Regions from separate parts of the Mus musculus genome. Here all the other regions are linked to region 4. Evidence: chromatin contacts called from public HiCAR-type, Micro-C and promoter capture Hi-C data. All regions are on one chromosome and are shown on one strand. The core of a region is the stretch at or near the end of the contact, and the rest is flanking DNA. Distances in the headings are between cores, read along the strand shown. Region 1 holds the start of Sctr (secretin receptor). Region 2 holds the start of Tmem177 (transmembrane protein 177). Region 3 holds the start of Ptpn4 (protein tyrosine phosphatase, non-receptor type 4). Region 4 holds the start of Gli2 (GLI-Kruppel family member GLI2). Region 5 holds the start of Tsn (translin). Region 6 overlaps Ptpn4 (protein tyrosine phosphatase, non-receptor type 4). Region 7 holds the start of Epb41l5 (erythrocyte membrane protein band 4.1 like 5).

Region 1 (3,521 bases), core at 299-2,798, 950 kb after region 4:
AGTAACCAAGCGCCTGTGGAGCGCCTGCCTAACTTTAATTTACAAAGCATCCCATAGATCACAAAGATCTGTCCCAGCATCACATGAAACCAGTTGTGATGGAAAGTATCTGCAGTCCCAGCACTTGGCATGTGGATCGGAGGACCAAACACTCAAGGGCACCCCCAGCTATATCAGAGGGAATTAAAGGCAAGTCTGGGCTAGAGACGCTCTCCAAAAATAATAAGGTCTAGAAGGAATTGGAGAGGGTACTGGGATTCAAAGCTGGCTGGGGGCTTGTTGATAGTTTTAGATTTGCACATGCTGTAAAGAGGCAAAGTATCCTGAAGGATATGCCGAAAGAAAGGGGAAGGAGGGAGACTTCTTTCCCTTCGGCATTTGACGAAATTTTCATTTTCTGAAGATTTGTGTCTAACCTTGAAACCTGCCTCCGTGAGATGCTAAGTGTGTCTACAAGAGGGCCAGGAAATTGGCTCAGTCTGTAAAGTGCTTGCCGTGCCAGTGTGAGGACCTTATAAAAAGCCAGGCATAGCAGTGTGTGAGCACTAGCTATCCTGGCACTGGGGAGGCAGAGAGAGGAGGACCCCTAGGGCTCAGTGGCCAGAGGTGTAGCCAAGTAATGAGCTTCAAGTTCACTGAGAGACCTTGCCTCAAAAGGTAAGGGAGGAGTGACGGAGGAAGAACGTTCACTGCCGATCCTTAATCTCTACACACACCTCCACACAGGCGTGCACACAGGAAGTATTGATATAACTTACCCCAAAGCCAAGCACAGCCTCTCCCCTCCTCAGGATGACCTTTAAAACACCATTGGAAGGACATATTGAATATCTAGGGTTCTGATGGTTGGGACTTTGGTTTAATGTCCCACTTTCTGCTACTGTGTGACTGGGGCACTGAATTAGAACTAAAGAGGCCATTGACATAAAAGAATGGTCCCTCTCTTTCCCAGGGAGGGTGACGTTGAAACTTGGAGAATGTACAGAACGGTATTTTCCCATAGCATAGCGGCCACCACAGTCTCCACCATCTCCTCTCACACAGAGCAGTGCTGTTTGTTGGGCTGTCGGCGGAAGCCTTGGGTTTGATCTCTAGCTCTGCATGCGCTGGGTGTGGTGACTCTAATGCTAGAAAAATCACTGGAAGCTAAGGAACAAGAGTGTTCTGTAGGACCAAGTTGAGGTAGACTTAATTCTGTTTGTATAAAAGTCAGCCTGGGAAATGGTGTAGGAGACCACATCTGTAATCCCAGGGTTAGGAAAATTGAGGCAGGAGGTCTGAGAGTTCAAAGTAAGCCTGGCTTATATAGTGAGACCATGTCTCAATCGAGGATAAGAAAAGAAAAGAAAAGAAAAGAAAAGAAAAGAAAAGAAAAGAAAAGGTGTTGCCTACCTTGTCACTGCTGAAGGCACGTGACTTAAGTCCTCCAGAGAAAGTACTTTCTGGATTGGAAGGGAAGGAGGGAGGTTGCAGCTGCCTCTATGCGGGTGTCTAGGGTCCCTCCTCCTCTCTCCTCCCTTCCAGCTCTGTGCCGCCCCCCAACCCCTCCCTGCTATTCCCTGCAGGGTGGAGTCGCGAGCTGTCGTCCAGTCTTTATCAATAGGCACTGCAGGTTAGTTAACAGTCTTGCCACCTCCTTCAGGGAGCAGCAGTCCCTAGCCTGGCTGTGGGTCTGGTCGGATTGGGTAGGTCCAGCCATGGCTTCTCTGGGCTTGGGGGTCGCCCAGGGTCCTGGACGACATGCAGGACGCTGAGCTGGACACAGAGACGGACACCCAGCTCCTGAAGAGGCCAGAGCACAAAGGGGATCAACAGTGGGCGGAGCATGCTCAGCACCATGAGCCCCCGGCTGTCACTGCTTCTGCTGTGGCTGCTGCTGCTCATCAATGCAGCGCACCCTGTGAGTACCCCGCCCCGTCCCCGCGCCCCCGGATGTGGACCCCACGGACCAGTCCACGGTCCTCTATCCGGCCCTAGGAGTTACGGGGAGCAGCCGATCTCTCTTCCCTTAACATACTATCGTCCACTCTGACGGAGCCCTCTTCTCTCCAAAGGCAAAAACTTCAAGGGCTCTGTGTGAGGCTCACTCCCCTCACCTTCGCTCATCCCTTCCCGCCGCTAAACTCACTTCTTTCCAGAAGACAATTCTGTAGCCGCCCCGGCAACGATGCGTGCTAGACATTTGCACTCTAGGGTTTTGTCAAAACACCCTCGTTCCCTTTTGAGACCCGTGGTCTCAGGCACCGGCCAAGGCTCAGAAAGGGGGCGGGAAAGGCTTACTGTCAGAATAAAGCCAGAACCACATTGTTCAGGCTAGTAGCGGTTTTTTGTTTTTTCACGTGCTCCGTTGTGCAGATGGGAAATTTTAGTTTTTCCATCTGTGTGGGATCATTTCAGCCCTCTGTGACCTGGAGGGACTGACTTTCTAAAGTCTGCCCGTCTTGGGAGCAGTAGGTCGCAACAAACTCGGGTAGGAGAGGAAGAAGGTTGGAGGAAGGGGAGAGAGAGGCCAGGCGGGTAGTGGTTTGTGTTGCTTTCCCATAGAAACTTCTGGGAACTTTCCCCTGGGATATCTGAGTGAGAGACAGGCTGCACTGAGGCTGGCAGGATGGGAAGAACTGGGAAGAAGGTCAAAGCTGCCGGGTTGGACTCCAGGGTTACCACAGGGAATGGATCCTGGAGCTGCCATCTGGGTCAAAAACATTGTTTCCCGTTTCCTGGGACATTTTTGTTCTGTGCCAGGGAGGCAGGAGCAGGTTCAGCTTACATTTGTGTCTCAAAGGTGATGATCTCGGGAATAAACGGATGGGGAAACTGAGGCTTTGCTTGGTTCAAGTCTTCACTGCACCTGAGACGGCTGCTTGTGTATGTCTGTTCAAGTCCCTCATTTTACAGCCGATCAAAGCCCTCAGTGGGAGACCTGCTTTTGATCAGCATGTTAGGAGCCAGGCTGGGACTAGTGCCCAGATCTTTAGACTCCTCACTTTGGAAGGAGGGGGTGGGGTCTGGCCTGCCTGAGGTTTGTTCTGTTCCTTGTACACCTTGTATTTGCATGTCACTAACACACACATGGGCAGTGTGGACATCCCTAGGAGAAAGGCTTCACGTGGGCCTCTGGTTATTGTGTGGGCTTATCCAGACCTGTGATTCTATCTCTTGAGGATTGTGGTAGAAAACGCCTTTAATAAATGAGGGTGGAAGGGCCTACTTTGTTGGACTATTTCCCAGCTTCTGCAACTTTTCCTTTCGCTCCTTTGACTCTGAGTGCTTGGCTGTTGGATTTTGAGATTCGAGGATAATAAAGACAATTTCTTCCTTCCTTTTGGCATTCCCTCAGAGGGACATCATAGGTGTCTTCCAAAGAGACCACTAAAACTGACGTGTGTGGTCCTAGCCCCCGTCTTCGCCTCTTCCTACAGGGGAGGTTTCAGAAAGTTCTTTTGCAAGTGGAAACCGAAAACAGTGACTGCTGAAGGGGTTTACCATAAGAAACTGAGTGCATCACCTCTGCTGGTTTGCTC
Region 2 (3,804 bases), core at 1,019-3,518, 860 kb after region 4:
AAAGGCTGCAGCCCTCCACAGAGGACCAGCCATGAGTACTGCCTCTGCTGATAGACTGGCCAAGAAGAAGAGAAGTCAGCCGATGGTTCTGTCAGGTTGTGGGCTAAACAACCTCCGGGGCCACAATGTTCCTAACTGAAGTGACACTGCATTGTGGCTGAGAGTACGGGTTCCATCCAGAGTCCGACACCTCAGGCTTCACAGAATCAGCTTTCCCATTGGCAGCCAGGTGTAGAGCAACTGTGATGGGTAAATACAGAGAGGACATTTCAGTGTCTCACAGTGGTGGACATCCTCTGGCAATGGCTGTATTGCCATGGCTAGACACAGCACTAAGTATTCGACAGCCTCTCTCCAACCACCACTCATCCTAGAGTGACTCTCTAACTGACTTAGGATTCACATGTTTAATCACCTACTGTATGCTAGACACAGTTCTGAGAGCACTGCGTATACAGCTGTCCCTCAGTGGCTACAAGGGTTTACTTCCAGGATCCCCACAGATACCAAAAATCAAAGACCATCAGTTGCTTTATATAAATAGCATAGCATTTGCATATGAGCTCTCATAAAATATATATATATATATACCCACCTCTCACATACTTTAAGTTATCTCCATACTACTTATAATACCCACTACAACACAAGACTACATATAGAGCTAGACTACGACTAAAATGTCTGCCTGCTCAGCAGACACAGTTTTGCTTGCATATTTTCAGTTCTTGGCTGATTGAATATGCATGGACACAGACAGCCAACTGTACTAGGAAATACATGTAACACTAATAAACACAGGGAATATTTAAACGCACACATTTATACATAAATACTATATGTGCATATCCTTAGAGGATTAGATTCAAGATACAAACATTCCAAGATCCTCACATGCTCATCTCTTACAAAAAGGCTTAGTATTTGTTATTACAGAACCTATTACAATGCAAACACTACATTTGTAATTTGTGATGCTATATTGCTTAGGAATTAAAGGCCAGAAAATAAAGCCATGTTCAGTACAGATACAAATTTTCCTTCCAAAACATTTTTTGATATGTAGCTGGTGGTATCACCAAATATAGAGTCTGAGGACACAGAGAATTCACTGGATTCAGTCAGTCTAAGAAAAAAAAAATCATACTTCAGAGCCCATACCACAACAGTTTATTTCCAGCTGTGAAAAGGGATGCAGCTGGACAGGTTTATTGGCCAAAACCACAAGTGGCAGTGTCACATGCTGCCTAGTGTCCCTACTTCCACCAAGCTCCCATGGTTGAGCCACATTTCCATTATCTTACGAGGTGGCTGTATTTGGAGCTTCGGCCTATCATTGAAATAGAAACGGAAGGTTCGTGGGATAGCAATACTCAGATCTCACTGCTTTCGAGCTCAGATCCGGACACATACAGAAAAAATACCACATGAAGATCCAGGGGTAAGATGGCCATTTGTTAGCCTTGCTGAAATACCCAGGGAGCCTAGCTTGGCCACACCTGAGTCTTGGACCTCCAGCTCTGGAACTAAGAAAAAATAAACTCCTGTTGTTCAGGTCATTCCTCATGAGACACTTTTCTTGGCAGGCTAACCACTGATAGCAAAGGTTCGGTATTTGATCACGGGCCGTTAGAGATTCATAGCAAGCTGTTCACCTTAAAAATGTTATCTATTATATATACACAAACAGACCAAACAGACCATCCACCTCACTCATTAGCAAAGTTAATATTGTTTTTAAAGTTAATTGGTGGTGGTTTTTTTTTTGAGACAAAGTCTCACAGGCGCACTTTTGAATATTCTGGGCACCTTATTTCGTCTGTGATTATGTCACTATGACTGTTATTTCTCTTTGGATGAAATTTCACTTTATTCCTATCTCCGCGAAGCGTTTGATTAGCAATGTACTACTGTAAACAAAACGTAGGGTTCTGTATCACTCATTTAACTCATTCTTTCCAAGAGGAAACTGAGGCTAGAAAAGACAGGGTCCTTGGAAGGGAACAAAAAAAAAAACAAAAAACAAAAACAAAAACAACCTCTCCCGGGTCGGCCTCTGAGTCTCGCAGTTGGCCTAGAAGCAGGTGTAGGCTCTGGCTTTAGAAGAGCTCTCAATGTGATTCCGCCCTGACACATACCGGGCTGCTTCCAACAACCGGAACATGACTGAACCCGGAAGCTGGACATAAGAGAACTCACAGCCAAGAGGAGAGCTTACCTCGGTAGCAACCTTAGAACACGCCGCTCCCGCGCCGGACTGAGCAGGCGCAAAGCACGCCGGTCTGGGGGCCTTTGTGGGCGGGGCCTTTGTGGGCGGAACGGGCGTTGTGGGCGGGGCTTGGAGCAGCGCTTCTGTTCTGGTCCTGAGGTCTGCTCTCTAAGGTCTTATTCAGGGCGAGGTGGAGCAGTTTGAGGACTTTGTTATCCAATTCAGCCGTGTCGCGGCGCCCTTCGGAGCCAAGATAGAGACCTGCTGGCCCGGATTTCTGTAGCGCCGAATAGGTATCTGTGCAGTACGCTGGGAGGAGAGCTAAGCTTAATGAGAAAAGCGAGGACAGAAAGGTCTGGAATTGCTGCCAGTGACCGCTGCATTCCGAAGGTCAAGTGACCTTGTGAGACCAGCAAGAATTGTGGTCTAAAGCCGGGTGTGGTGGCACACGCCTTTAATTCCAGCACTCCGGAGGCAGAGGCAGGCGGATTTCTGAGTTTGAGGCCAGCCTGGTCTACAAAGTGAGTTCCAGGACAGCCAGGGCTATACAGAGAAACCCTGTCTCGAAAAACAAAACAAAACAATACAAGAAAAGAAGTGTGGTGTAGACCATATTAGAGTTAAGTAATAAGTACTTACTAGAAGGCACACCCAACAAATGGTAGATGCGTGGATACACAAATGTGCGCTCATTCATTTATAGGTGAACTTGGATGTTGCTCCTCAGGAGACAGCTGACCCGTTTTTGGAGATAGGGTTATCTCACTGGCATCTGGGGTTCAGCAATTAAGGTAGCCAGCCTGATCAAGTGAGCCCCAGGGGTCTGCCTGCTTCTGTCTCCCCAGGGCTGGGATTACAATCATACACCATTAACAGCCAGGTTTTTGGTTTTGTTTGTTTTTATGTGGCTGCTGAGGACTGAGCTCAAGTCTGCATGCTTTTGTGGCAGTCACTTTACCACTTCAGCCATCTCATTAATAGTCTGAGGAGTTTTCTAAAAAAACAGTGCCCAGGGGCTTTGGGTGTTAAAATAATACTCACCATTGCTAGTGTTTTCATTACTATTCAGTAGGTTAGAGCTATCTCATATCTTTAAGCATAAAGTCTGTTTACAAATATTACCTTAATACATCCAGGAATTTCTGTATAAAGATATTATTCTACTTGGTTTATAGTCAACTTTCAATTAATCCACACACCTTACAGATTATCTTCCTTATTTATATCTCACAATTTCCTTTTTTGTTTTGAAAATCAAATTTCCTGAGACATCTCAAACCACACTTTGGGTGAACTTAGTTGATGTTTTGGTTTGGTTTGGTTTGGTTTTTAAGATATGATTTCTCTATGTAGCTGTGGCTGTCCTGGAACTCATTCTGTAGACCAGTCTGACCTCAAACTCAGAGGTCCACCTGCCTCTACATCCTGGGTGCTGGGATTAAAGGCCCACACCACAGCCACCACCAGCCACCACCCCCTCCCCAGCTTAGTTGGTCCTTTAAAACACACTTACCCCCAGTATTACTCAGATTCTCCAGGGAACGAGAACCTGGAGTGTGAGAGTATGTGCGAAGAAGTTTAATAAAAAGCATTGG
Region 3 (3,487 bases), core at 426-2,925, 780 kb after region 4:
ACAAAAATAGCTTCTGTGTTAATTGGAGCAGAAATGTATTCTGACAAAAAAGGTGGCATGACTGATCGTATGAGTGAATAAAATGGTTCTAGACAGCTCATAAGCTTCTCCTTGTAAACTGGCTTTTTCTTTAAAAGAGTATTAAATTTGTAATCCTCAAATTCAAGATTTAAATAATATATCTAGGTTATAGTCTACTAGGTACTCTGAATAATTGTTTAAGGTCATCCCTCCCGTTTTGGAAAACAAGTTTTCCCCTTTGACACACTTATGTTTGTTCACAAACCCAGGGTTCTCAAAAGGCTGCCATATTTGCCCTTCCAGTCTTCTAGTCTGACTTTACAAGTCAGATACATTAGCTTTTCTTGTTTTTCCTCCACAGCCATCTTTTAAATGTGACCAAATAACTGTGTTATTTCATCTGGACCCAAGATCTGGTCACACACTCAGTATTTCTTGAATTGCTTATTCCAAAAGTTAGGTATGACTAGTCCTCCTGGAACAGGCAGTTTTTAAAACCCCCTACGTAGTCCTTGTCCACACTGATGTCACTCTGTGATGCAAAGCCAAACATAAAGTCTCTGACATAAGTTTCAGGGAAACATCGATATGGATTATCATTGAAACTGTAAATTGTTCCATTACTTTAGAAACCCCAGCAAATGCATCCATACATGCATTTAACTACCTACACACACACACACACACACACACACACACACACACACACACACACATCTAGCTTTTCTTGAATCTCTGATTGAACTGATTTCCAGAAATCGTCCTGGGACAATTGAGGTGTCTACGCTTTGGTAAGCACAGTTCCTGTCCACAAAGGATAATCATACGCTCCATTTTTCCTGTAAGTAACTATAAAACAAACATTGACACCGAAACAAAAATGTAAAGCCAGAAAGCCACAAATGACTGTGCTTAACATTTTACAAAACCCCACAAACACCGATCTGTTCTTGACTACATACTCACGCTGAATCTAAACATCATGAAGGTAGGGACGATTCCAAAGCAGCATGAAAAATCTAAGTTCAGATGTTCTACATCTCAACTTTTTGGGCCCAACTACTGATTCCTAAAAGCAAGTATAATACTAGCAAGTCACAAGAGACTTTCAAGTTCAATGGAAGATAGCGTGTGTTCCTACCGCGTGCGGAAAAAAAATAAAGATGCTTATATGAGTCAATTAACCTAACATTAACAATTAGAAAAAAGAATCCCACAAATGAAATACTGAAGATTCTCCAGCCTTACCTTGAGTTTAGGAACATTTCATCTCCGCATCTATTCCACCCCTTCTCCCGTGCACTCATCCCTAGCAGATTTCAACTATAAACCCCAGGAAGATTCGAGTGCTCCGACCCACTAAGAAAAGGGAAGTCGATCGGGTAGTCTGGCCGCCCGGCTCGGCGAGCTTCAGGTGCGCGCCCACGACCTGCAAAGGGGGCCCAAACAGGCCGAGCGAAGGACCGCCCCAAGCGCCTCTCTTACCTTCGTTATCACAGCCGCGTCCTCCCGGCTGGAGAAAGGGGGGGGGGGGGGGGAATCCAAATACAAAAAGGCAGGAGGCCCCGGGCTCGCGGCCGGGTGAAAGAAGCGCGTGGTCCGCGTCGAGGTGCTCGCCCTCAGCGTCCCGAGAACAGCCGCCGCCACAGCGGCCGCGCCACGGCCGCGGGCCGCCTGCACCCCGTCATCCTGCGGGGCTGCGGCGGGGCTGGCGTGCGCGGGGAGGCGCGCGCTCGCACCTCGCGGCGAGATGAGCTAATCCCTTCACACGCGCCCCGAAAGTGCCGCGGTCCCCGCAAGCTGCGGGCCGAAGTCAAGTCTCTTTCAAGTCCCGGAGCCCCGATTTCTGACAGCTCCCGGGAGTCTTAAAAGAACAATGTCGCGTCCGCGGAGCAGGGAAGCGCGCGCGGCGTGAAGCGGCGGGTGACTCCAGGGAGGCGGCTCTGTGTGAGAGTGCAAAGGAGAGCCTCGGTCACCCTCCTCCTCCTTCTCCTCCTCCTCTCCTTCCTCCTCCTCCCTCGCCTCCACCGCCTCCTCCGTCTCCTCCTCCTCTCTCAAGCACACCCCGTCTCCGAGGCCGCAGCATAGCAACCGAACATGGCGGCTGCGCAGCCCCCGACCAGTCAGAGCCCCGGAACGGCGGCCTCGGCAACAGGAGGCGGTCTCGCGAGAGGTGAAGCCACGCCCTCTGCTCCGCCTCCTTCCCGCCTCCTACCCGGTTTCGGAGCGCGGGCGCCTGCCTAGAAGCACTGGTACTCACAGGTGCGAGAGAGACGGGATTTAGCGGGTTGGGAGGGGAGGGCGTGGCTCTGTGTCCACACCCCATCGCCAGGCAGCGATTGGTTCCTTGACTGTCAGTTCTGCCCCTCCTCCCTCTTCTAAGATGTACTTACTGACGGACTCTAGGGACACAAAAGAGGGGCAATAGCACAGAGTGGGGAAACTCGACCTCCTGGCATCAGGTTGTCCCAACTAAGTGCTAATAGAGGGTATAGGCTTTGAAGTGCAGTTTTCAATCAGTTCTCCTAAACATAAGGCCCTTGAAAACAAAGCCTAAGCAAAAGACGTTTCATGGATAAAACAAAGGATAGGTGCTTTCTGTGTGCAAGGAACACTGCTTTTTAAATCAAAGTCGTTCAATCATTTTAAGAATGAGGGTTGGTATTATCATGCCATGACCTTGAGGAGGGTATACCCTTAATATTTTCTGGGTAATACAAACTTGATGATGATAGAACATTCCTATAGAATAGGTGACCTCAACTAGGATCAAATGAAGGAAGGGTAAGTTGGGAGGACCCTCACATTTCCTCTTTGCTTGTTTTTCGTTTTTGTTTGTTTGTTTGTTTGTTTTACATTTCTTTATTTTGTATACACCTAAAATATGTGTGTCCATCTGTCTGTGTGTCTGTCTGTCTATCAGAGGACAAGGTTTGAGAGTTGGTAATCCTATGTGGGTCGCAAGGATTGAGCCAGACTTGGCAGCCAATTCCTTTCCTTTATCCTTTGACCCACCTCAAAAGTCCTTGACGTTTTTACCCACTTGGGGGTGGGGGGGGTGCCCTTTTCTGTGGCCAGGGTTCTTGTTAGATCTTAATCTCAATCTCTGTCACTAGAGACCTTATTTATAAAAAATGTTTTTCCTGGTGGTAGTGATGAATGCCTTTAATTCTGCCATTTGGGAGGCAGGGGAAGGTGGATTTCTGTGAGTTCCAGGCCAACTTGATATACAGAGCAAGTTCCAGGACAGCCAAGGCTAGACAGAGAAGCCTTGTCTTGAAAAACCAAAATAGATAAATAGATAGATATATAAATAGTTGGTTTGTTCAAAGGCCTCAGGAGAGAGCACTTGCCCAGTATATGTACAAGGTCCTCAGTGCCCAACACCCACATGCTACAAAGCTGCTTTTCTCCATGTTGACAAAATGATTTTACCGATAAGGAAAATCTGTTCAAAACTGTGGAA
Region 4 (3,539 bases), core at 361-2,860:
CAGAACCCATCCCTTCCCAGTCTCTGAAGGATGAGACTACCAAGAGAAGTCTCTCCTACCCCTGCTCCAACTGGGATCGGCTCTGGGAATCACAGGACAGTTACACACACAGACACACACACAAAGCCTGGAAGGAGAGGCGCCCTGGGGGATCCCCACAAACTCCTTGCGTCTCTGTAGCCAGGTCACTCGAGGTGAAGCGCAAGGGCTCCATCCTTAGTGTCCTCAAGCTCTAAAAGTCAGGTTTCCTAGGAAATGAGAGCAATTGCTGCCGGGCTGAAAAGGAGCCCAGTTGGGTGGACTTCCAGCTCCCGGCGCGGCGGGAGCCCTCTCGAACTCACTCAAGCACACGGTCCCTCCCCCCACCCCCAATCCCGGAGGAAAAAAAACGCTCCCCTCTCTCTAAACCCTTAATAGGATTGGCGCCCAACTCTGTCCGCGCCGCTCCTCATCCATCACACACAGATCAAGTTGCAGTAGTGGATTTTTCAAATTCCTCAGCAAATATACTTGTTGAGAGATTGCTTGGGGGGTGTTAAGTGGGGGCTAGGATGAAAGCGAGGAGTAGGGGGAACCGATCCCTCGGCGAAGGATTACGCGTGGATCCATTCTGGAAGTCAAGGGGATCTGGAGACCTAGGATAAGAGAGAAAGGTAAGGAAGCCAGAACCGAGGTCCAGAGACTGGCGGCGGAGGGAAGGGGCAACAGGGTTCAACGAGAGGGAAAGAAGGAAGAAAGAAAAGACTGGCTCCTGGACGCGGACTCGCAGCGCGGAGAAGTAGAGTTGCAAGTTTCCAAGTGGCCGGCGGCGGTTGCAGCACACCGCACAGTCCCACAGGCGCGCTCCCAGCTGCCCATCTAAGGGAGCTTCGGCGCACCCCAGCCCCCACGTCGCCCCCAAACAGTTCCAGGCTCCAAGCGGTACCACCGGTCAAAGACCGGCCTACCCGAGCAACCCAAGAACAAGAAGCACTTCCCCTCAAGTGGAGGGCTGTGGTAATAAAATCGACCCCGGCCACGAGTTCTGATCCCCAAGATCCTCCTTAAGCCCTGCCGCTGCTGGACCAGGGCACTAATCAGGGTTGCCTTCTTTAGCCGGCCCCCCTAAAATCAGTGTCACGATCTCGATTCCGGTAAACGGATGAGAGACACTCCAAGACCGCCACAGCATCTCAGCCGAAGCTGGCCAGGCTAGGAAGTGCTTCGCCACCAAGAGTAAGGGGAGGAAAAAAAAAAAAAGAAAGAAAGAAAGAAAAGAAAAAAGGAAGGGTGGGAAGGCCAATGCAACTTTACCGAGGAGACAAAAGTTTGCCTCTAGCATGCAGGTGGCCTCTCGGGCGCCGGGCAGTGGTTGCAGGGCCCCATCCCAACTTGGCTGGAGTGGGGCTGCCGAGTGCGGGGGCTCCGGCTGCCGGGGCGGGGCTGGCCAGGCAGAGGAGGGGACCAAGGCGGGCGGGGGACTCGGGCAGTCCCTAAGGACACCAGGCCAGCAGCTCCGGGCGGCTGCGATGCTACGCACGACCCGTGCTCCTTCCTCTGGCTCCTCCTCGCCTTCCTCCGCGTCCTCTGTAGCCGCCGCCGCCGCCTCCCGCTCCTCCTCGAAGTCTCATTGATGAGAGGAGTTTGAAAAAAAGTCCGCGGAGCCGTGCTGCCTCGGCTGGCGAACGCCGGCACTCATGCAATCCATCAGCGTCTCTGGGATGGCGCAGCGCCCCCGCGCGCTGAGCTTGGGCAAACCCTGATCGTCGCGTCCTTAGCTTGCCCGCCCCGCCGCGTGCACCCTGCCTCTGAGGCTGGGGGTGGGGGGACACCACCCTGGAGGGGGATTGCCAGCGGGCGAACACAGACTCTCCCCCACCTCAGCTCCAGCAAGGAAAGCACCCCTTCGGAAAGTTCCAGCGGGGGACCAGAGAACCCAGGAGTTAGGGAGTGGGGGTGGGGGGTGACGACCCAGACGCCACTCTGGAGGAGAAGAGCTGGGACTATCGCAGATTCTTCCAACCCAGTTCGGAGGAAATAAAGCACCCCTACCAGAAAGTTCCAGCTACAGGAGCACACGCCAGTCTCAAACACTTTTTCTAAGGCGCCGGGTTGGGGGGTTGCTAACTCAAGTCAGATGAGCTCCGGAGCTCGGGCGCTGCGACTGCTGGTTTCAATATCTGAACTCCCCCTTTCTTCCCAACCCCCTCAGCCCTCCGCTGGTTGTTCCCAAAACTCCCGGATCCTCTGTGCGCCGTAGCAGAAGGAAGACACGTGGGTTGGGAAGCAAGACTGGATTCACGCAGGCCCTCGTCGCCCGGGCAGCTAGTGCAGGTGCCCGGGGTCCCAGGCGCCCCTCGCCATGGCTCGCTCACGCCGCCATCTGAGAGCACGCCGGCGACAAGTGACGCCAACCTTAGGCTTGCTGCTTATGTTTTGCAGTGAGAGGGGTCTTTCTTTCTTTCTTTCTTTCTTTCTTTCTTTCTTTCTTTCTTTCTTTCTTTCTTTTTCTTTTTCTTTTTCTTTTTTTTCTCTTTTTTTTTTAATCCCGGAGACTCCATTGAAGCTGCTGCAGCCAGATGGAAGTAATCAGAGGGAGAAGGAAGAATTAGGCTCACCGAAGTTGCAGGCCAAAGTGTAGATGAGGCTGTTCATGAAAGCATTTGCTTAAGTAGCCCCGGCTTTCCATACAGTCCAGAACTGTCCACTCCAAGAAGCAAGCAGGCAGCAAATGGCCGTGCCCTCCCAAGCCATGGGACTCAGCTTCCTCTCCTGGGCTCTGCTCTTAGAAAGCTGCCCGCGGGACTTCTTTATATTTCTTCCTGAGGTCTAGTTCCTTTGTATTGCTTAGCCTGCCATAGGGTATCCTCCTTTTAAAGGTGGAGTGACTGATGCCTGAGGACGCTTAGAAACTTGCCCACAATAATCTAAGGTCGGTCCATTTAAATAGAGGTGTCCTGTTGAGAATGTTGGTCACATCTCTTTCGAGCCCCTCCTTCTCAAAGCAAGAGAACCAAGCCTCCAGACCAATTCCACCCTGCCTTAGAGAAAGCTCCTTCTCAGCCCATGTTACTCACTGATTGGATCACTGTTGGTGGACGGCACAGTTTACACCGTGGGCTCTCCCTTAGCTTTATTTGTTTCTGCAAGTCAGTATCTATTTTATGAAATAGCCCAAGGCATTCCAAATGCTATGGATACTCTCCTTCCGAGGTCCACTTCCAAGACCCTGAGTTTTACATTTAAAGTTTATATTCCACATATTGATTTTGTGGGACAGGGTGTGAGGTCACAGTCCTCTGGCAGCAGTCAGAGGACAGGGCAGAGGGGGCTGTTTCTCTCCTTCTGTCATGTGGGTGCTGAGGACCCCACCCAGGCTCGCAGCAAGCACCTTTGCTGGCCTAGTCTTTTACTGACCTTGACTTACTTTTTAACAGAAGGGGAAGTGCTGTGTCCCATTCTTCCTTTCTTGTTACCTTCCTTCTTGATCTAGAGCGGGGAAGGGCAGAGATGCTACAAGGATTTGATGCTAACTTTGTCTTCCCCAAAGTCATCTTCCC
Region 5 (3,392 bases), core at 466-2,965, 740 kb before region 4:
ATAAATAAATAAAAGCATAATAAACACTCCTCACAATAAATGACAAAAGTGTACTCAGTATGTCCTTTTAATGGACTTAAGAGTGATATGTTGGACAAAAAAATTTAAAAATTTTTTCAAACATCAAAGCAAAAAAACTTACTGTCCTGAAATCCAGTACCCTGGTGGACCCCTTGAAGTAGGGTCAAAATCTCTCGAGCAGTTTGTTCTAAACTCTGTACAACTTTTCGTATTTCCTAGAGAGAATTAAAAACAAAAGCCAGATAAGGTCAGTGTAATCTTCAGCAGAGTCGCCTACAAACATGCTACCACACCCTCACATTCAGTCACAGCTCTCAGACTTTCACAAGAAGGGATTCTTCAGGTGTGAATCCAAACTCTTCCAGTAATTTCTTCTTGTCACAACTCAAGGAGCTGCTAAAAAAGCCTCAAATTCTACAAGTAGCCGTGAAAGAAAAATAGCCACCTGCTCAAGAACCCAACTGAGACACTATATAAATGAATAACTGACAATGTAAATGTTCTCTATAGAACAAAAACTTAAATACAAAGTGGTGACTGATTTTCATTCATTCATTTTGCACACATTCTCTGAGCACATTTAGTTATGGGCATTATGCAAACATCAGAGACGCAAGCAACTCCTTCTAGCAATAGGACGGATAAATGGGTTTTTTTTTCTCAATTTCTCACGATTTTAGGAGCTAACAGAAAAGCAGTCAAAATAAGGACTATAAATTTTGCACGTGTTAATTTCAGCACTGAAAACGCTGAAGGCTACAGGTTCGAGTTCGAGGTCACCCAAGGCTACTACACATCAAGATCCTGTCTCACGCGCAAAAGGAAAACAGCCAGAGAGCAGAAAATAAACTAATTCCAGCAAAAGCAGATAATACAACCAAGGGTCCTCAGACAGAGCAATATCTGGAGCATTAGACGAATAAAAAGTTAACTTAAACACACACACAGTAACGAGTGTAAATAAAAGGAGAGCGGGGAAAGAGACCTTGTGAGCCACCGGAGAATCTAGATTTTTTTTAAATTTTTTATGCGGGATGAGAAGCTACAGAAGAGCTTTTTGCTTAAAGAAAGACCGCAAGTGCTATTTAAAAAAAAAAAAATACCAGCAGCCAATATAGAAAAGATGTGCTGGTTAGCCACGGGCGTTAACCGAGCCTGGGACTGGAATACTGAACTAGGAAAGGTGATATTCTAAGAGGTACATGACGCTGAGAAGTCGAATCCGGAACCAAGAGGCGGCCTAACCTAAACCCATCGGGCCTGAAAACGAGAGACCGAGCAGGACCAGGCCAACTGGACCAGCCTGGCTAGGAAAAGAAAAAAAGGAGATGGGGAGGAAGGGGGCTCGCCTCTCGGATGTCCTGCTCGGCAGCCAAAAAGCCCTGCAGCTCCACGAAGATCTCGCTCACAGACATGGCGCTGGCTGCCCTACAATCAGTCAGCACCGGAGCACCGCCGAAGAAGTACGACCCACAAACAAGTAGCGGACTCGCTCGCAACGCCCGTCGCCGTCGCCACTGCCGCGTCCACTAGCCCTTGCGCCAAGGCTGGCGCCGGGGTCTTCCCACACCCGCGGCGCACCGGAGCCCGGGCTGCCCGCCGCAATGCCTGAAGCGCCGCGCGCACAGTCCCGTGCCGCGCTCTTGCCCAGAATCCCGACGGCAGGGCCGAGCCTCGCCTGCCGCCCGCACGTAGGCATCTCCGGAAACAGCCCTACGTAGGGGCTTCAGTGGCCCGTGGCCGTAGGCCGGCTGATAGGCAGCTCCAATTAAGGAGGTGGGGATTCGCAGATAGGCATCTAGGAAAACAGCCGGTTGGGGGGGCGGGGGGGGGGTCCTTAGGGACACTTGGCTCGTAGAAGGCGGGGCCAGCGAGTGGCGCGGTTTGCTTATCCATGTTATCTGTGTACTTCAAGCAAGGGAGGGAAGTTATACTTCTGTCTGCTCAACAAAGAGCATGCATAAACTGAATGGGGAAGAATGGCGAGAGAATGTAATCCGATAAATGAAAAATAATAAAAGACTATAATCTAAATAAATATTAATGAATAAAAATATTATCTTCGGGTCTGGAGAGATGGCTCAGCGGTTAAGAGCATCGACTGCTCTTCCAGAGGTCCTGAGTTCAATTCCCAGCAACCACATGTTGGCTCTCAACCATCCATAATGGGAACTAATGCCGTCTTCTGGTGTGTCTGAAATGCAATGTACTCATATGCATAAAATAAATAAATCTACCAAAAAAAAAAAAAAGAAAAGAAAAGAAAAGCGTGTTACTGTAACCTTCAACCAGGGACTACACTTCAGCTATGAACGTGCTTCAGGGCTTTGAAGTCCTTGTACATGATCTGCCTCACAGCTATCCTATCCTCCCAATGAGTATCATGAAGATCTCTCTGGTCTTGAGCAGTCTTGAAGAGGCCAGAGTTCACCTTGTAGCTCCTGCCAGCTGCTTCTCCACCTGATCACCGAGTGCACTTTCTGAATGAGCTTGGATGGAGTACTTCCTGTTATTTCTTTGAAAGAGTATCGTCTGTGGTGGCGTGAGGGCTCTTAACCATCGAAAGGGAGAGATTGACAAACTTTAGCAGTTAAAGGTTTGTCACCAAGACTGACAGTCTGATGGAAGGAAAGAACCAACTCCCACAAGTTGTCCTCTTCAAACACACACACTACACTCACACACACACCAAGTAAATAAATGTGTAATCTTTGATGGACAGTCTCATACTCTCCCCCAGCCCAGAAAATCTATTTTAACTACAAAAGAACCATTCTTTGAAGGAGCAGGAACTAGCCAAGACACCCACTTGTACAGGAACTGTTTTTGATCATGTTCTGGACCCAGTTTCCTCATAACTTAGTAAGAAATATTCTTTGGGGGGGGGGGTCGAGAAAGGGTTTCTCTGTGTAGCCCTGGCTGTACTGGAACTCACTCTGTAGACCAGGCTGGCCTCGAACTCAGAAATCTGCCTGCCTCAGCTCGAACTCAGAAATCTGCCTGCCTCAGCCTCCCAAGTGCTGGGATTAAAGGCATGTGCCACCACTGCCAGGCTTGTGGGCTTTTTTTTTTTTTTTGAAAGAATATTGTAAGTGCCCTTTACCTTTCACTGGAATTTAGAATTTAGATACCTTGCTAAGCATGGGAGAAGGGATTCTTTTGATCTTAAAGCTTTTCTATTCCAACAGCCAATCCCTTCTTTTGTGTTCTTCTGTTTTGTTTTGGTAAAGAATATGTTAGATCTCAAAGAAACACATCTCAGAACCTTTGGCTCCTCCCAACACTTCTCACCAGCCCCCTACCCCAAACCTCTCCCAGGGCCTGGGCTTCAGCTTCTCTTCCCCTACTTTCTCCTCCCTATAAAAAAAAAA
Region 6 (3,592 bases), core at 252-2,751, 770 kb after region 4:
GCTACTTTTAAAACTTCAGTACCTAAATTATGAACTTGGCATGATAGTCCAAGCCTCTAATCCCCATACTTGGGAAGTAGAAGCAGGAGAATCAGAAATGCTAGGTTCTACTGAACTATAAAACCAGCTAAAGGCCAACCTAAGCTCCATGATAGACTGTCTCAAATAAATAAATATTTAAATTAATATTCAGTACTAGTCTTAAACATAAGTTTCTGCTACACACACACACACACACACACACACACACACACACATATACTGAGCTTTAAAACTGGACCTGAAAGATATACATAGTATGCATACCTATTCAGTACTAGCCTTTAACATAACAAGTTTCTGGTACATATATCTACTGAGCTTTAACACTCGACCTGAAAGATTTTATATATATAGTATGCATACCTACTTACTGTCAACCTGTTCTTATAAATGGTCATAGAGAGATATTAACTTTATTTCTAAAGATGAAAAAAGAGGGGGCATAACCCTGACAACTTTACATGGCTAGAAAATGCAGTAGCTAGTGTTCCAGCCACTAAAGGCTGAAATCAATCTATCAGATGCCAAAGATTAATTTGTTTATTTAATCAACTAAGTAACCTGTGGTTCAAGAATTATTCAAAGCATGGCATCTCCTATAGCTCATATATTAGCTAACCAATATAAAGTACTTTAGAAATAATTTGGAGGGGTTAGGAATAAAGCTTGCCTTGCAGACAGAAGACTGGTTACTTGCTAGTATTGAAGAAAATGCCTTAATGACTTCTAAGACCATCAGAGGCTTTATATTCTATCTGATTTTCTTGGACTACTCATTCTAAGGACACTTCTCTCAAAACTCAGCTAGCATATCTCCCTCCCTCTGCCACAAGTTCATGAATAAGAGCTCCAATCTATAGCCTATGCTTGTGTCATGAGACACATAAACAAGCATGCCTGGAAAGGGTCCCTCTATTCCCCAAGCATTCTGACTCCCCAGTATTCCTAGCCCAGTAAGCATATATTATATTGTAGAAAAGTAAACAACAATCATTCCTGGGCCCTGTTACATTAGAATTCCTCACACATCGAATCTAGAAATCATAAAATGGCGATTGCTTCATGTCACTAAGTGTTGACATTGCTTTTTAGATACTAACTAGAATACTTTATTTCTATCACTTCATTCTTAAAACAGTGATAGTTCACTATTTTTATCTCTTTGCAGATGCAAAGATGTTCAACTAGCAGCCTACAGGCACCCATGGCTAAGGGTAGTTATGAATGCTACCCAACACAAACTGTAAACTTAGGTGGTGCATGGATGCCATCTAGATGACATATGGATCTGTAGGTTCATGTAACCTGAGGGCTGCTAGGGGATCCCCACCCACACTGTGCTATGCAGGCCTGTGCCCCACCATGGACTTCATGGATTTCGCAGTGGCCTAAAGTATTGCTCTTGCTGGTATTCACTAAGTTGGCAACTAGATGCAGTAGAGAACGTCCGTCCCCTTGGCTGCAGCAGTTTGCTCCAGGCCATGGCTCTCCTGGGAGGTCTTTAAAGGCAACTGCACACACAGATGTAAAAAACAAAAACGAAACTGTAAACTTACAACCTTGAGGGTTTTGTTTTTTGTTATTATTTTACATGTGTGTGAGTGTGTGTGTGTGAGTGTGTGTGTGTGAGAGTGTGTGTGTGTGTGTGTGTGAGTGTGTATGTGAGAGTGTGTGTGTGAGTGTGTGTGAGAGTGTGTGTGTGAGTGTGTGTGTGAGTGTGTGTGTGTGTGAGTGTGTGTGTGAGAGTGTGTGAGTGTGTGTGTGAGTGTGTGTGTGTGAGTGTGTGTGTGTGTGTGAGTGTGTGAGTGTGTGTGTGTGTATGTGAGAGTGTGTGTGTGAGTGTGTATGTGAGAGAGTGTGTGAGTGTGTGTGTGTGTGTGTGTGTGTGTGTGTGAGTGTGTGAGTGTGTGAGTCTTGTGCACAGTTCTCAAGCATATACTTTGAGATGAGAACACTGTTGAAAAGCTAAAAGGTTAGGCATGACAGCTAGAAGGATTAGGTGACTGGCCCAAGATTGTACAAGCAAAATTAGGAGAGGCACTTGAATACAGACCTACTTAATCACCATATCTTAATGACTTCTACTTCTGCAAGCTAAAATCATTCTTAATGTGTTTTTCTGTCACCCATGGAAGAATCTACTATTTGATCCATTGTATAATCTATTTCAACACTACTAGAAAACTGAGAACAGAAATGAAATCATTTCTATTTACATATTAAGAGGTTAGCCTAAATTGGTGGCAAACATCTTTAATCCTAGTACTTGAAAGGCAGAAGCAAGTAGATCTCTGAGTTTAAGGCCAGCCTAGAAATTAACAAGTTTCAAACCAGCCACATTAGCCAGGGTTTAACAGAGAACCTGTCTCAAAAAAAAAAAAAAAAAAAAAAAAAAGTTAAACTAAGATATAAAGAACTCACTGCTCCTATGTGTTGGAAGTTGGGGGAGGGAATTACAGGGGGCCAGCTTTTTCCTCCTGGTTAAAAACAACAAAAAAGTTCCTAAATTGACTTCCTAAGTAAGTCATTGTACAACAACAAAAAATGTTTTTGTTGCACAAATGAATGAAGGAGGCAGCAAAAACAGGGCATCCATTATACCAATTATTAGTTCTTAAAATAAATATTCTGAGCCGGGCAGTGGTGGGGCACGCCTTTGATCCCAGCACTTGGGAGGCAGAGGCAGGCGGATTTCTGAGTTCAAGGCCAGCCTGGTCTACAGAGTGAGTTCTAGGACAGTCAAGACTATACAGAGAAACCCTGTCTTGAAAATAGTAGATAGATAGATAGATAGATAGATAGATAGATAGATAGATAGATAGATAGATAGAGTTCTAGGACAGTCAAGGCTATACAGAGAAACCCTGTCTTGAAGATAGATAGATAGATAGATAGATAGATAGATAGATAGATAGATAGATAGATAGATAGATAGATAGATATTCTGAAGTTACTATGTTGTAGGAGAGCTTTAAAAGCAGCTGCAGAGGTCATTCCTTTTTAGTAACAACAAAAACATTTAGAATGCTTGGAAAGCCACTGAGATAATATCCTAAATTTTAACAAACACAGCTTCCTTGAGACAGCCACTCCATTTTTCTGAGCTATGATTTCTTCCTCTGTTAAGGGAATAGAATGAATATGACTAAACAGTTAAAATGTGGTAAATATGGCTTATGGATTTGTCTTTTAATGAGTACTGAGGACTGAATCCTGGGTCTTACATATGAACTCAAAGGCTCCAGCACAAAGAGAGATACCCTCAGCCTCAAATGGTTTTTAATGAATTTCAAGCTGTCACTTCTGGTTAATGCTTACCCACTGGACAGTCCAGGACTACATGAACTGCAAGACTACAGTATCTCTGCATAACCTAGTTCTAAAACTAAATCATTTCTAATGCCAAACTGTTTAAAAGTCTATTCTTTCAAAAACTGAATAAACAAATCTAACTGTGTAACTGGTAATACAACTACAACAAGGGAATGAAACAATCCTAGTAACTGTTAAACTTAATATTCTTAACCAGAGCTGATAAAACATTCCTGCA
Region 7 (3,454 bases), core at 567-3,066, 600 kb after region 4:
TAGGAGAGGGAGAGAGAGAGAGCGTGCTCTCTCTCTCTCATATTCTCTCTCTCTCTCCCTCTCTCTCTCCTCTCTCTCTCCCCCCCCTCTCTCTATATATATATATATGTATATATATTTATCTCAAGTTCCAAGCTAGCTTGGGCTGCATGGGGAGACAGGGTCTATCTATCTATCTATCTATCTCAAATTCCAAGCTAGCTTGGGCTGCATGGGGAGACAGGGTCTCTAAAAGCAACTGGAAATATGGGGTTTGGAGTTACAAGTCTTCTAATAACTTTAATTTCTGAGTTTTCAACGAGTAAGTTTTCTTTTCAATCACAGAAATGCAAACTGAAGTGATACATTTCCTATTTAGCCAAGAGCCACTTTTCCACCACTCCAAGTTCATACATACTGACTTGCCAATTGCAAGTGTCAACTGCGCCTCCCTTTTGGCTCTTCCTGTTGCAGTGCTGGGGATTGAACCCTGGGTATCCATGCTTTACACCATAGGGTATCTACAGCCAAGCTAGTGATTTTTTAAAAAAAAAAAAAAACAGTAATATTGAAAACTATAGAAAATGTCCTAAAGTTATCAGTATCTTTCATCCCAGTTACTCCCGCAAAAGAAACTGTAACTAAGAAACTAAACACAGGAACATTGCGCACATCGCTGCCCAAACAAGTTATCCTAACAAGAACAACAACAACAAGAAAAGAAAAAAACAGGTGTGAGCATTTAGATTTAGTTCAGCCTAGCGTTCCAGAACCCGGGTTTGGTTCCCAGTATCGAAAGAAAAGAAAAGAAAAGAAAAGAAGGAAAGGAAAGGAAGAAAGAGAGAAAAAGAATTAGAAGAAGAACGAAGTGGGGGTTGGGAAGAAAAAGAAAATAATGATCCCAAAGTGTTCATTTAGACACATACAAGTTACCCACTGCAGTTAGCAGTGCTCAGTGCCTCAGCTCAGTGCATCTGGGGTGAGCGGAGTTGTGAATTACATTCATAATTTCTTGGTGGGCTTATCTCCAATTCTTAAGGGAAAAAAAAAAAACCATTACTAGTAATTTTGAACTATTGCTAAACAACTTCGGAGCCTGGAGCCTTCTCGCTCTTAAAGCAGAACCCGGGAGACTACAGTAACCAGAGATGGACACAATTATCTTCTACCCACAGGAGAACCCATCATTACCGGACGCGCGCCACGCGTGGGGGCGGGGAGCGCCCTCGGCCTTGGCGGTTCCCGGGAACGCACCTGCCTCGTACGCTTCCCAAGTTTCACTCGACCGGGAGCTAGCTGGCACGTCCTGTCTCACCGATGTCTGCCCACAATCCCGGCGAAGTGACACTCGAGGCGACCTTCCCCTAATCCCACAGCTACGGGGAGGTCAGGGGTGACCAGAGTTTCCCCCCAACAACGCGCGAGACCCCGGCGACGCGCCCGGCCCTCAGCGGCCACCGCGCGGTATCGCCCGAAACTCAGCGCCCAGCCCCATTGGCCGTCGCCGCCACTCCCCTCCCAGCCCGCGGCGTCGCCCGGGGAGCCGGGCCGCCCACCCGGCACGGTCGAGAGCCTCGGCTCAGTGAGCAGGGCCAACTGGACACCCGAGGCCAAACTCTTACCTGTACTCGGGGGTGAACACCGTGAAGCGACGGAGACCACTGCGACTGGGACGCGCGACCCTCGGAGAGAGATGCCCAGCCGGCTAGAGGAGAGGACGGGTCTCCAGAGACACCGAGAAATGGCGGCGCAAGGCGCGAGCCCACCCTGCGCTAATCCCCGGAGGACCCCGGCCGCCCGAGGGCACGCCCCTTAAAGCCCCATCCAAGGTCCGCCCCCCGAAGGGCGGGACGCTCCGCTCTTAAAGGGGCAATGGCACCGCCCCGGAAATCGGCCTCCTGAGACCTGAATTTAAGCTGGCAACACCAGATGGGACTATAGAAATACAGAAAGGCAGTTCACCTTTAATCCCAATACTCCAGAGGCAGAGGCAGAGGCAGAGGCAGAGGCAGAGGCAGAGGCAGAGGCAGGTGGATTTCTGTGAGTTCGAGTCCAGCCACAGCTACTTAGTTACAGGTCAGCCAGGACTACCTAGTGAAATCCTGTCTTTTAAAAAAGATTATTTTTTTCTGTGCGTATATGTATGGGTCAGGGAAAGATATGCCACAGTCCCTGTCTGAGAACAACTTGCAGGAGTATCATGTGGGCACAGGGGACCAGACTCTGGCCTTCACATTTGGAATGAAGCACTTTTACCCACACTGAGCATCTCCATGGCGCTTGGTTTATGTTTTGAATTTTTCACCTTCCTGGTAATATGATTTGAAAATGAAACGTTGGGTTTAAGATACAGTTCAGTGGTAGGGTGTTAGACTAGCACATACCAGGCCCAGGATCCAATCCCTGGCACAGCAAAAATGAGTATTTTCCTATTTTTAATGTAGTCTAGTATGTTTTCTCTTACACAGTTGTTTATTAATTGATCCAGCATTTATTTAAATGTTTCCTTGCTCCCTCCCCCCAAATCCTAGAGATTAAAGCAACCTTTAGTCTGTAATGGAGAAAGAGAACAACTATGTGTCAAGTGGTGATGAGAGCCCTGGAGAGAACGCTGCTGGGAAAGGGAAATAACAGACTGATGCTCCAGGCACTGTGGTCACAGAATGGAGGCCCTAAGTGGCAGGGCGACATTCCATTCATTCATTCTTCAGATAGTTTATCAAAATGCCTACAGCTCTGTAGACCCTGGAGATAAGGCAGATAAAGAAGAAAGACAGGAGTCCCTCAAGGCAATCCCAGCAGTAAAAGCCCCTTGGGGGCTGAGTAGTGAGTTCAGGGCCAGCACTGGCCACATTGAGAGGTTCTGTCATAATTAAACAAGTTATTTCATGGTTTAGCCTGTATGGGAGAGTGTACCTGTCCTCCTTGTGCCTATAGCCTTTGAGGCAGAAAGATCACTTAAGCCCAGGAATTGGAGGCCAGTCTACCTAACACCATCTCAGAAGGAAAAAGAAAATGCTGTAGGGTATAGCTCAGTTGGTAGAGTGCATAAAGTCCTTGGTTCAAAACATGTCTGACTGGCGGTTAGTAAACACCTAGAAAATAGCAGTGGGTGTGGGGTCTGGGAATGAAGGGTTGCAATATAAGCAGGGAGGAAGGCTCTTAGGGCAGTGACAATGACTTCAGACTTAAAGTAGGTGAGGAAAGAGCCCAGTAGACATCCGGGAAGGACATAAAGAGCAAGGGCAAAGGACTGTGTGGAGCTACGCAAGGGCCCTAGTGACACTAAGAGCAAGAAGAGCAGAAGGTCTGGAACAAGGGTTTTATGGGATCTTGCCTGAAAATTAGCGTGTATAAAGGGAGGCTGCAGCTCACTGAAACCAGAATACAGTTTCCGGGGATTTGGCACTGTCCGTGCCTGTACCAACTGCTCCTTCTGTCCCCATGGCGTTGCTAGATTATTGTCAGTTACCAG

What was found. Promoter capture Hi-C pulls out the DNA fragments that hold promoters and counts their contacts. A called contact is a pair of places that touch in the nucleus more often than the background predicts. HiCAR-type assays count read pairs that join an accessible place to other places. Capture Hi-C pulls out chosen DNA fragments and counts their contacts.
Region 1: a HiCAR-type map of astrocytes shows a contact between it and region 4, with 2.4 times the contacts expected there. The contact joins the promoter of Sctr here to the promoter of Gli2 in region 4. A contact is called at or near these places in 5 of 39 promoter capture datasets (the C10 cell line, cranial neural crest, hippocampal neurons and 1 more) and 1 of 115 datasets of contacts at active chromatin or transcription factors (astrocytes).
Region 2: a contact with region 4 is called in a promoter capture Hi-C map of adipose tissue, with 4 times the contacts expected there. The contact joins the promoter of Tmem177 here to the promoter of Gli2 in region 4. A contact is called at or near these places in 2 of 39 promoter capture datasets (the 3T3-L1 cell line and embryonic stem cells), 1 of 115 datasets of contacts at active chromatin or transcription factors (embryonic forebrain) and 2 of 9 other capture datasets (adipose tissue and embryonic stem cells).
Region 3: a contact with region 4 is called in a Micro-C map of embryonic stem cells, with 3 times the contacts expected there. The contact joins the promoter of Ptpn4 here to the promoter of Gli2 in region 4. A contact is called at or near these places in 1 of 39 promoter capture datasets (cranial neural crest), 2 of 484 Hi-C or Micro-C datasets (both in embryonic stem cells) and 1 of 115 datasets of contacts at active chromatin or transcription factors (astrocytes).
Region 5: a promoter capture Hi-C map of embryonic stem cells shows a contact between it and region 4. The contact joins the promoter of Tsn here to the promoter of Gli2 in region 4. A contact is called at or near these places in 4 of 39 promoter capture datasets (embryonic stem cells, hippocampal neurons, liver and 1 more) and 2 of 115 datasets of contacts at active chromatin or transcription factors (the NIH/3T3 cell line and embryonic stem cells).
Region 6: a contact with region 4 is called in a promoter capture Hi-C map of the 3T3-L1 cell line, with 4 times the contacts expected there. The contact joins the enhancer-like site here to the promoter of Gli2 in region 4. A contact is called at or near these places in 2 of 39 promoter capture datasets (the 3T3-L1 cell line and liver).
Region 7: a HiCAR-type map of astrocytes shows a contact between it and region 4, with 2.5 times the contacts expected there. The contact joins the promoter of Epb41l5 here to the promoter of Gli2 in region 4. A contact is called at or near these places in 4 of 39 promoter capture datasets (the 3T3-L1 cell line, 3T3-L1-derived adipocytes, frontonasal cranial neural crest and 1 more), 1 of 484 Hi-C or Micro-C datasets (embryonic stem cells) and 1 of 115 datasets of contacts at active chromatin or transcription factors (astrocytes).

What each region holds. Positions count from the first base shown.
Region 1 is chr1:120,005,432-120,008,952 of GRCm38.p6, forward strand. It overlaps Sctr (secretin receptor), which reads left to right and starts at 1,549. Exons shown (of 14, transcript NM_001012322.2): 1 at 1,549-1,900. The coding sequence starts at 1,826. It also overlaps a transcript of Cfap221 not described here.
Region 2 is chr1:119,910,915-119,914,718 of GRCm38.p6, forward strand. It overlaps Tmem177 (transmembrane protein 177), which reads right to left and starts at 2,269. Exons shown (of 2, transcript NM_175106.4): 1 at 2,219-2,269; 2 at 1-240. The coding sequence starts at 33. The region is part of intron 2 of Gm28209 (a long non-coding RNA gene); the gene reads left to right.
Region 3 is chr1:119,835,396-119,838,882 of GRCm38.p6, forward strand. Ptpn4 (protein tyrosine phosphatase, non-receptor type 4) reads right to left here and starts at 1,676. Exons shown (of 27, transcript NM_019933.2): 1 at 1,507-1,676.
Region 4 is chr1:119,052,009-119,055,547 of GRCm38.p6, forward strand. Gli2 (GLI-Kruppel family member GLI2) reads right to left here and starts at 1,611. Exons shown (of 14, transcript NM_001081125.1): 1 at 1,294-1,611.
Region 5 is chr1:118,309,631-118,313,022 of GRCm38.p6, forward strand. It overlaps Tsn (translin), which reads right to left and starts at 1,716. Exons shown (of 6, transcript NM_011650.4): 1 at 1,371-1,716; 2 at 143-236. The coding sequence starts at 1,436.
Region 6 is chr1:119,818,905-119,822,496 of GRCm38.p6, forward strand. All of the region lies in intron 1 of Ptpn4 (protein tyrosine phosphatase, non-receptor type 4), which reads right to left. Among named protein-coding and RNA genes, the nearest start is that of Ptpn4, 16 kb to the right of the region's middle. Within about 2 kb of position 1,502, at least 8 of the 459 cell types and tissues checked have an H3K27ac peak or open chromatin away from gene starts, as enhancers often do.
Region 7 is chr1:119,647,184-119,650,637 of GRCm38.p6, forward strand. Epb41l5 (erythrocyte membrane protein band 4.1 like 5) reads right to left here and starts at 1,817. Exons shown (of 25, transcript NM_145506.4): 1 at 1,602-1,817.